2 separate regions of the Lactuca sativa genome follow, and region 2 is linked to region 1. Evidence: chromatin contacts called from public Hi-C data. All regions are on one chromosome and are shown on one strand. The core of a region is the stretch at or near the end of the contact, and the rest is flanking DNA. Distances in the headings are between cores, read along the strand shown.

Region 1 (4,301 bases), core at 1,432-3,931:
GGGTAGAAGTCATTCAAACGATTGTGATTATGAAGTTATAATAAATGTATATATTGTCATATAGTTCAAAATAATCAATATATTATATCAATTTAGTATATACAAATTATTATATCAAATTTAACAACAACATTATTTTTATATTTAAAAAATCATATATTTGTAAAGACTTCAACTACATAGGTGTTTCTATGCAACGTGCGGACATTCGCCTAGTGTATATATATATATATATATATATATATATATATATATATATATATATATATATATATATATATATATATATATATATATATATATATATATATATATATATATATATATATATATATATGCGCGTAGCACGCCTACCGTAATTCAATATTTTTCCAACATCTTGCGATTAAACTCCGTTTTCAGTCTTTTTGCTTTCTTTTGTCTAGCAACGTATTATGTCTATAAAATAATAATTATAAGCATATTTAAGGATATTAAGTGTTAATAATATCATAACGTAGGATAAAATAATAAGATAACAACAAAATTATATGATTAAAATAGATGTTATTAACACGCCACAAACTCACGTTTTCCCCAAAACCCAAAATCTCATTTACTTGCAGTATAACTAAACAATAAAAAAACATAATCTAACATTAATAGTTTCTCTAAATTGTAAATTTGAGATATCATAACTAATGGTGGATCTTGGATTTCGGTATGTTGGGAGCACAAAAATATCAAATAGTTTTTTCAAAGTTGGGTCAAAATTATTTTAAACAAGGTTTCAATACAATTGGTCTTTTCTTTTCTTTGAACCAAATAATTGATAACGGAAATAAGTAGTTTTTGAAGCTTGCACAAAAAAAAAAAAAAACATAATCTAACATTAATAAGCATTATACCTAAACTTTTAGTGTTTGACAAAGTGCTCCGATTTGAACAGATAATTTCGTTTGACATTACAAACTTCTAGCATTTAGTTTGAACAAAACACTCCAAATCCAAATATTACTTCACGTAGCATTAAAAATATACTACAAGCTACCCGCTACCTGTTATAATCTACCCGTTACCGGCTACTTTTGCCAAATACACCCAAAATAGACACTAAGTTGGTGATCAAGGAATGTAATTCCATATGAGATCTTTTTTTTTCAACTATTTCTCTTCAAGAAAGGGATAATGACTTAAAAGGATAATATATTTTTCGATTTGTATATATCTGATCACTGAGTTTTTTTCGTCCATATTTGCCAATTCAACTTGTTTAATTGTACTCATTCAGTTCTTATGACTAGCTACTCCCGGTAATCGGAAAAAATCACTTAATAGGGTAATATAATTTTCACTTTGTACACATTTAGTCCTTAATATTTTTTTTGCACATTTAGTCCTTAATAATTTTTTATTTGTTACAAAATAAATCATTGTTGTTTTTGTAGACATTTAGTACTTATAACTGAGTTCTTTAGGTTTTTCTCATGATATTCTATGTGGGACAATTATTATTGAGGTATTTGCAACTGTTGATGCTTATGTCCAATGCGACCTCAACTGTTTGGTTGCTTAGGTCTTGTATTTTGAATGTCCGTATTTAAGTCTACTACAACTTTCATTTAGATTACTCCCGTTAAAAAATAATATATTTTTACTTACGATATATATATATATATATATATATATATATATATATATATATATATATATATATATATATATATATATATATATATATATATATATATGAACCGTTTTTTTTATAAAATCGTAAGTAAAATATATTACTTTTTAATAGGAGTAATCTAAACGAAAATCTTAGTAGACTAAGATATGAACTTATGGATATAATGATCATTAAAATTTGAGATCGTATGAAGAAGTTACGATGTTAAGAACACAAGACATAAACAACAAACAATTAAGGTTGTAATGACCATAAACATGAACATACACATCCTTAATGATTGTCTGATGTAGGATGTATTGATAAAAACCTTAAAGAACCGTTCATAAATAGTGAATGGGTACAAAACAACAAATATTTATTTTGTAAAAAATATGAAGGACTAAATGTACCAAAAACTTACGAACTAAATGTATATAAAGTGAAAAATATATTATGATATTAAGTCATATTTTTCGGCTTACCTGTATTAGTTAGTCATAATGATCGAATGTGGAGAGTTAGACAATTTGAAAGGGCGAATATAAATAAAAAAAAAACTCAGTGACCAAATATATAAAATTCCAAAAATATATTACCCCCTACAGAAAATAATAATAGTTTTTATTTTACCTTTTATAAGTTACAAAAGCTCGGCTTCAATCTATCAAACTAACCTTCCAAATCACTTTAATCGATCTATTTAAAACAAATTTGATTAATACATCATACAGAAAACCCCAACTAGAAATTATATTAAACATTATGACACCTCAATATAATGACTCACCTGATCTCTGTTCAAACTAGATTTTTAAAATTCATTTCTTTTTAAATAATGATCAAATGTCAGTGATTTATTACCAAAAGGCTCTTATTAAATGCTCAAAGACGTAGCAAGCAAAAACAGTCCACGTCGTCAAGGATAAGATCGGCAGTTTTACGTAGATGCACAGTACACCGACGCCACGTCATTCTTATGCTGCATATATTAATTTTCTATTTTCTACTTTTTATTTTATTTTATTTTACCACCACTTTGTGTGTCTATATATAATTCAACTTCATCTCATCATCTACTCTCCTCATCAACTCGAAGCTCACAATTTCCATCAAGAAACAGTTCTCTCATCGGATCCCGTTTCACCGATTTACAATCTCAAAGATAATTTCAAATTCAGCGTTTAATTGGTGAGTGTAATTTCCTTTTCTATTAGTTCTTTATACTCTATTCGATTTCGAAGCTGTTTAGATCTGTAATTTGACGAGATATTGAAACAGAGATTGAAATTCTGTATCTCTGATTCATCGCTGTTTTTGAAACAGTGACTCAATGTGTTGATTTAAGTTACTTTTTACAGATTTGCAAACTGTTTGGTATTTCATGAAGAATTTATGATTGAATTTGCTCGGGTTTTAGGGTTTTTTTGTTCCTTCTGCAATTTGCAATGAAATAGTTTGTATGATATCTATTTATATATATATTTTTTATTATTTGAAAGTATTATAACTCATATCAAGGATTGTTAATTCCTATGGTAAAAGGTGTATTCTGGCGTATGATACAAATTTAAGAAAAATATGACATCTTGTCTAGTTAACGTCGTTAATTTGTTATGATATTATATAAATCCTAATTTAGTATCTCATGAATTTTAAAATCAAACTATTTAATGGCATGTGGTGAATTGTCCTTATCTCATCAAACTCTTTAATGGCGTTTTCACTACAAACAAGAAGGTTCGTCTGATAATCTATTATGAAATAATTGATTCGTTTTTTTTTTTTTTAATATTTGTAAGCCGTGTTTTTTTAAAGATGAACTACAATGGAAAATTGCGTCATATATGTGATGATATACATTCTTATATTTCATTTTTGTTATTGTTTTTGAGATTTGATATGTTATGCAATAGTTTAAAAGTCACAGGAAATTAAAAGATATAGGGTTGAAATCGAACGAGAAATAAAAATGAATAGAATTAGAATATAACACTATTTTTATTTACGTGCTTTTTATAAATAAAAAAAAATAATTTTAATAGCATATCGATTTTATCTTTTAAAAAGAACTAAAGTATGTATTTCTATTATAATATTATTTGATTTTTGATGAGTTGTTATATTTTTTAATATTATAGATAAAATAATTTATTACTAAAAATAATAGGATCATGTGAAACCTGTACAATGTATTTAGTGTACATTGTATTTAGTTGATAACATAATAATCAATATTATTCGCATGAAAAATTATTCATTTTTAACAAAAACATTATCATGAAGTATTCTAATTTATTCTATTACTTATTTTTTATATCATGTCCATTAGGCGTGTTTATTCTATTATATTCAACCAAATGTAATGCTAGTTTATGTTTGTTTTTTCAGACATCAACATCAATCCATCAAATCAAATGGCAATGGAGCAATATCCCGAAGAAACTGTCATTAATAACAACTTCATCAAAAACAATGAAACCTCTTCCGAAAAATGGAAATCATTATCAGAATCCCAAGAAGATTCTGAGAACTGTCTTTCCTCCGGTTTCGACTGCAATATCTGTCTAGATTCCGTCGAAGATCCTGTGGTAACACTCTGCGGCCACCTCTATTGTTGGCCATGTATATACAAATGGATCAAACACCAAAA
Region 2 (4,273 bases), core at 1,034-3,533, 230 kb before region 1:
TCAATAACTCAAAAAAGCATGTTTATCTAATAAAGCGGATTTTCAAAAATCGGTTCTAGTAGGTTACATAATGGTTAGATAAGATGTTTTTTTTCTTTTTCAAAACCGATTTAAAACCAACCCGATTTTGATAACAAGCAAAAGTGGTTAATGTCATAAAAACCATTAAGTTTTCAGGTTTTTTTTGTTGGTTTTACCCAAAATTAAATTTTATGTTCATTTATGCCATAAATACCGGAAAAATTGTTCAATTTTGCTCCTTTACCTTCTATTGCCGGTCAATCCATAGTTGATTGGAGGGAAGATGCTGAGTAGGAGCTGACGTATGTTGTGCCTTCAATTGAAAAATGAAATTTTTGAACAAAATAGATACAATGAGGATTTGAACCTTGGCCTCCTACACTTTTGGCAACAACTTCCATAGCAAGCTAGAAGTATTTTTGTGTTTTATTTCATAACTTAATATACATTATGTGTTATATGCCGGAACAATTATTATTATTATTATTATTATTATTATTATTGTTGTTGTTGTTGTTGTTATTGTTGTTATTATTACTATTATTATTTGTATTATTATTATTATTATTATTATTATTATTATATTTTTTTCGAGCGCGTTATATATTGAAAATCGTAATATTTTATTTTTAAAAACATATATACCGCATAAAAATGTATTTTAACATATTTATTAGGTATATATGTATTTTTTTTATAAAAACACATTGATGTATCTTTATATGTATGAAAAGCGTTTTTATGCATCTAAATATGTATAAAAATGTTATTTATAAGCAAAAAAAACGATATATATATATATATATATATATATATATATATATATATATATATATATATATATATATATATATATATATATATATATATATATATATATATATATATATATAAACATTTTTTATACATATATAAATGCATAGATATATCTTTGAATGTATTTATAATGTAGTTTCATATTTTTAAGTATACAATATGTTTTATATGAAATATATATATATATATATATATATATATATATATATATATATATATATATATACTAAATACGTTTAAATACACTATTTATATGTCTTTATACATATAAATAAGCAAAAATCACCTTTATACATAACGTATACATATAATTACGTATAAAAACTTACTGATGCGTTTTTTTTTTATTTATAAAAAATATATTTATACGTTTATATATGTATTAAAATGTTATTTGTATGTATTTAAACATATAAAAATGTATTTATACATATGTACCATATAAATATTTATATGTTTATACATATAAGCATATAACTATTTGTTTTTTATATATTTTTATACATATAATTTTACTAAAAAGGTCTTTATACATAATTTATACATATGAACTTTTTAAAAATGTCTTTATACATAATGTATCCATATGAATACATATAAAACGTCTTGATATATTTTTATATGTACAAAAAATATTTTTATATGTTTAAATACATATAAAACGTCTTGATGCATGTTTATATGTATAAAAAAGTTTTACACGTTTAAATATGTATTTTGAAAGTATACATACACTTTCAAATATAAAATGCATTGTTAAATGTCTACATACTTTTTAAATATATAAATTCGTTTTCTAAATATATAAATACCTTTAAAATTATATTTATACGTTTAAAAATATATTTACACATTTAAGAACATATTTAATAATATATGTATAAGTTCATAACAATAACAATAATAATAATAATAATAATAATAATAATAATAATAATACCTATTATTTAAAAGTTCCAGAAAGATACACGTTAAATAGATTAAGTTCGAAGTGAATACATAAAAGTCCTATTTTGGCGGTTAAAGCTCCCAATGGGAGACCCAAGTTCGAATACCCCCATGCCCCCATTCTATTCCCCCTTTTCTCTTGAAGACACGAGTCATTGATACTAACTTGGCAACCCATTCAACATCTTCGTCCAATGAGGTAAGAATGACTGACTTTTAAAGGAAAAAACCAGCTAGAAGCTAAAAACTAACAAATTAGCACATAAAATCAAACTTTAAGCAAAAACCAACAAAATTTTAAAAACGTTTTAATAACATTAGATCCAAATAAAAATTTAACCCATTTCCAAGCCGGATTAAAAACCCTCTTTGCTTACCCATGATGAGGCAATGATGATGTCATGGGTTGAGAACTTGAGATTGTAAACAATATGGGTGTCCTAGCTGGGCCTTGGGTCTTTTGATAGTCTAGTAATCAAATCTTTAAACCCAATAATAATAACTAGTAAAGCAAAACCATGTTCACCTCTGCTGCTACAAGCTTTAGGGTCTTCAACATACTCAAATGCTCAAAATACACCTTTCTACGCACCACCACCTACATGGCTGCGCCACCCTCAACCACCGTCTATTCCGGTGCCCTCTCTATTGATTCTTCCGCCGATGCGTCTCCTTCATCTGGAGACCATGGAAGATACATCAATGAAGCAAGACCCACGTCACCCATCACTATTAGCCTACAAGAATGGCAGGCTTGGGGTACTGATTCCCCATTACCCACACAAGTGGCGGAAATCGTCGAGGAAATGATTGTTTCAGAAACAGAAAGCGATGCCCAGATGAAATTTGGTGGACTTGGTGGTAAGCTCAAGGTATCAGGAATTCAAACCCTATTTCCATTTTATCGATTACAAATCATCAATTTAATCAAGTTTTCGTTCAATTCTGAACGACGGGTGTTTTATATTTCGACGCCTTATCTTATATCCATCACAATGTAATACCCAAAATCATTCTAGAGCAAATTGATTTGTGTAAGTTGTAACTATGCTAATGTTCAGGGGGACTTCAAGACACAAGAAGATAAAAAACACAGAGCAAAATACAGGGCTTTAGATGATTCTGAACAAAAGCTCCATTTCTTTTCAGCTCGACAAATAGCATGTCGTTTACTCGGAAGCAGAGGTTACCTTTGCCAAAAGGTTTATCATACGATTCACTTCCATAGCTATAGTCTCTCCTAATCGTCTTATATCATCTTTGATTTTCTTAGAAAAACAAGTCTGTATCTTTTGTGGTTTTAATCGAATTATTACAGTGTTGGCTTCCTCTTGAAGATTGCATGTGTTTGAGTGTTGTGCCTTGTTCTCTTTGGCATAGGATGCGGTTTTGGTTATATATGCATCCAAAGGTATATACATAATACACTAATCACTATTCACCGATTTTTTTTATAGCAAATTGATTGTTTCTTTTTAGTAATTTGAGATGATCTTGTTACTTTTGTAGGATTTCTTGAGGCAAAACAACACAGGGAAGTTATTATGGCAAGTATTTGGCATTAATTCAGCCACATTATGCATATATGGGATAGCTGAACATGAAGAAATAATGTGGAAAGCATTCATGCATTCAGGTTTCTTCTTATTGATCTTCCACTTCAATAAGAATAAAAACTATTTATATTTCAATGTTTTACTTATAATTTAGAAACAAAAAATTTCAGGGAGAAATAATGTTTGGTGTCTTTATCCAAATAAGAATGCACCTACAAAGTCTGTTGAAGATAGCTTTAATGGAAATATGTCAACAAGTTTTCTTCATGAACAACATTCGGTACTTTCACTTTAATCCTTTTGATATTTTATTTTTATTTTATTTAATGGACTTAATGGGAATATGAGTTAATTGGGTAAGCTATATGTTTGTGTTTCCTTTTAAGAATGACTTAAAAGTTAAAAGAGAGAAGTAAGAGAAATGAGAATTCTCAATTAAGGGTGTGTCATATTTAATTGATCATTTATAGGGAAAGAAGGGCTAAATAGTAAATAATGCATGAAATGACAATGTTCTTTCATTTATTTTTGTATAATGTCATTGTCATCAATACTTTTGTTTCTTTTTATTACAAGTTTACAAATTGTACTTTCAAAATTTATTTTTCTTATTATACTTTGAAAAGTTTACTTTATTATAGCAATGGATTTTTTTCTTTCTATAATTAGATAGAATGCTATAACATTGCTATTTCTTGCATTTAACCATAAAGTGATAAAATGCTCGATTTTTATACAGACAAATTCGAGTGAAATAATGAACTTTATCTTGATTGATGGTACGTGGAGCAATTCCGCTGCAATGTTTAGGCGTTTGAAGGTAATTGATTTTGTGGGACCCATTTTAATTTACTTAAAAGAGTAAATTACACGAATGGTCCCTATGGTTTGGGGTAATTTGCGTGCTTGGTCCCTAACTTGTTTTTTTAACT

What was found. A called contact is a pair of places that touch in the nucleus more often than the background predicts.
Region 2: a Hi-C map of leaf shows a contact between it and region 1, with 9 times the contacts expected there. The contact joins the promoter of LOC111905636 here to the promoter of LOC111905634 in region 1. A contact is called at or near these places in 3 of 4 Hi-C or Micro-C datasets (leaf and seed).

What each region holds. Positions count from the first base shown.
Region 1 is chr8:229,895,845-229,900,145 of Lsat_Salinas_v11, reverse strand. LOC111905634 (E3 ubiquitin-protein ligase RMA1H1) reads left to right here and starts at 2,681. Exons shown (of 2, transcript XM_023901324.2): 1 at 2,681-2,839; 2 at 4,040-4,301. The coding sequence starts at 4,066.
Region 2 is chr8:230,127,331-230,131,603 of Lsat_Salinas_v11, reverse strand. It overlaps LOC111905636, which reads left to right and starts at 2,283. Exons shown (of 8, transcript XM_023901327.3): 1 at 2,283-2,657; 2 at 2,847-2,987; 3 at 3,104-3,196; 4 at 3,295-3,421; 5 at 3,512-3,621; 6 at 4,081-4,161. The coding sequence starts at 2,304.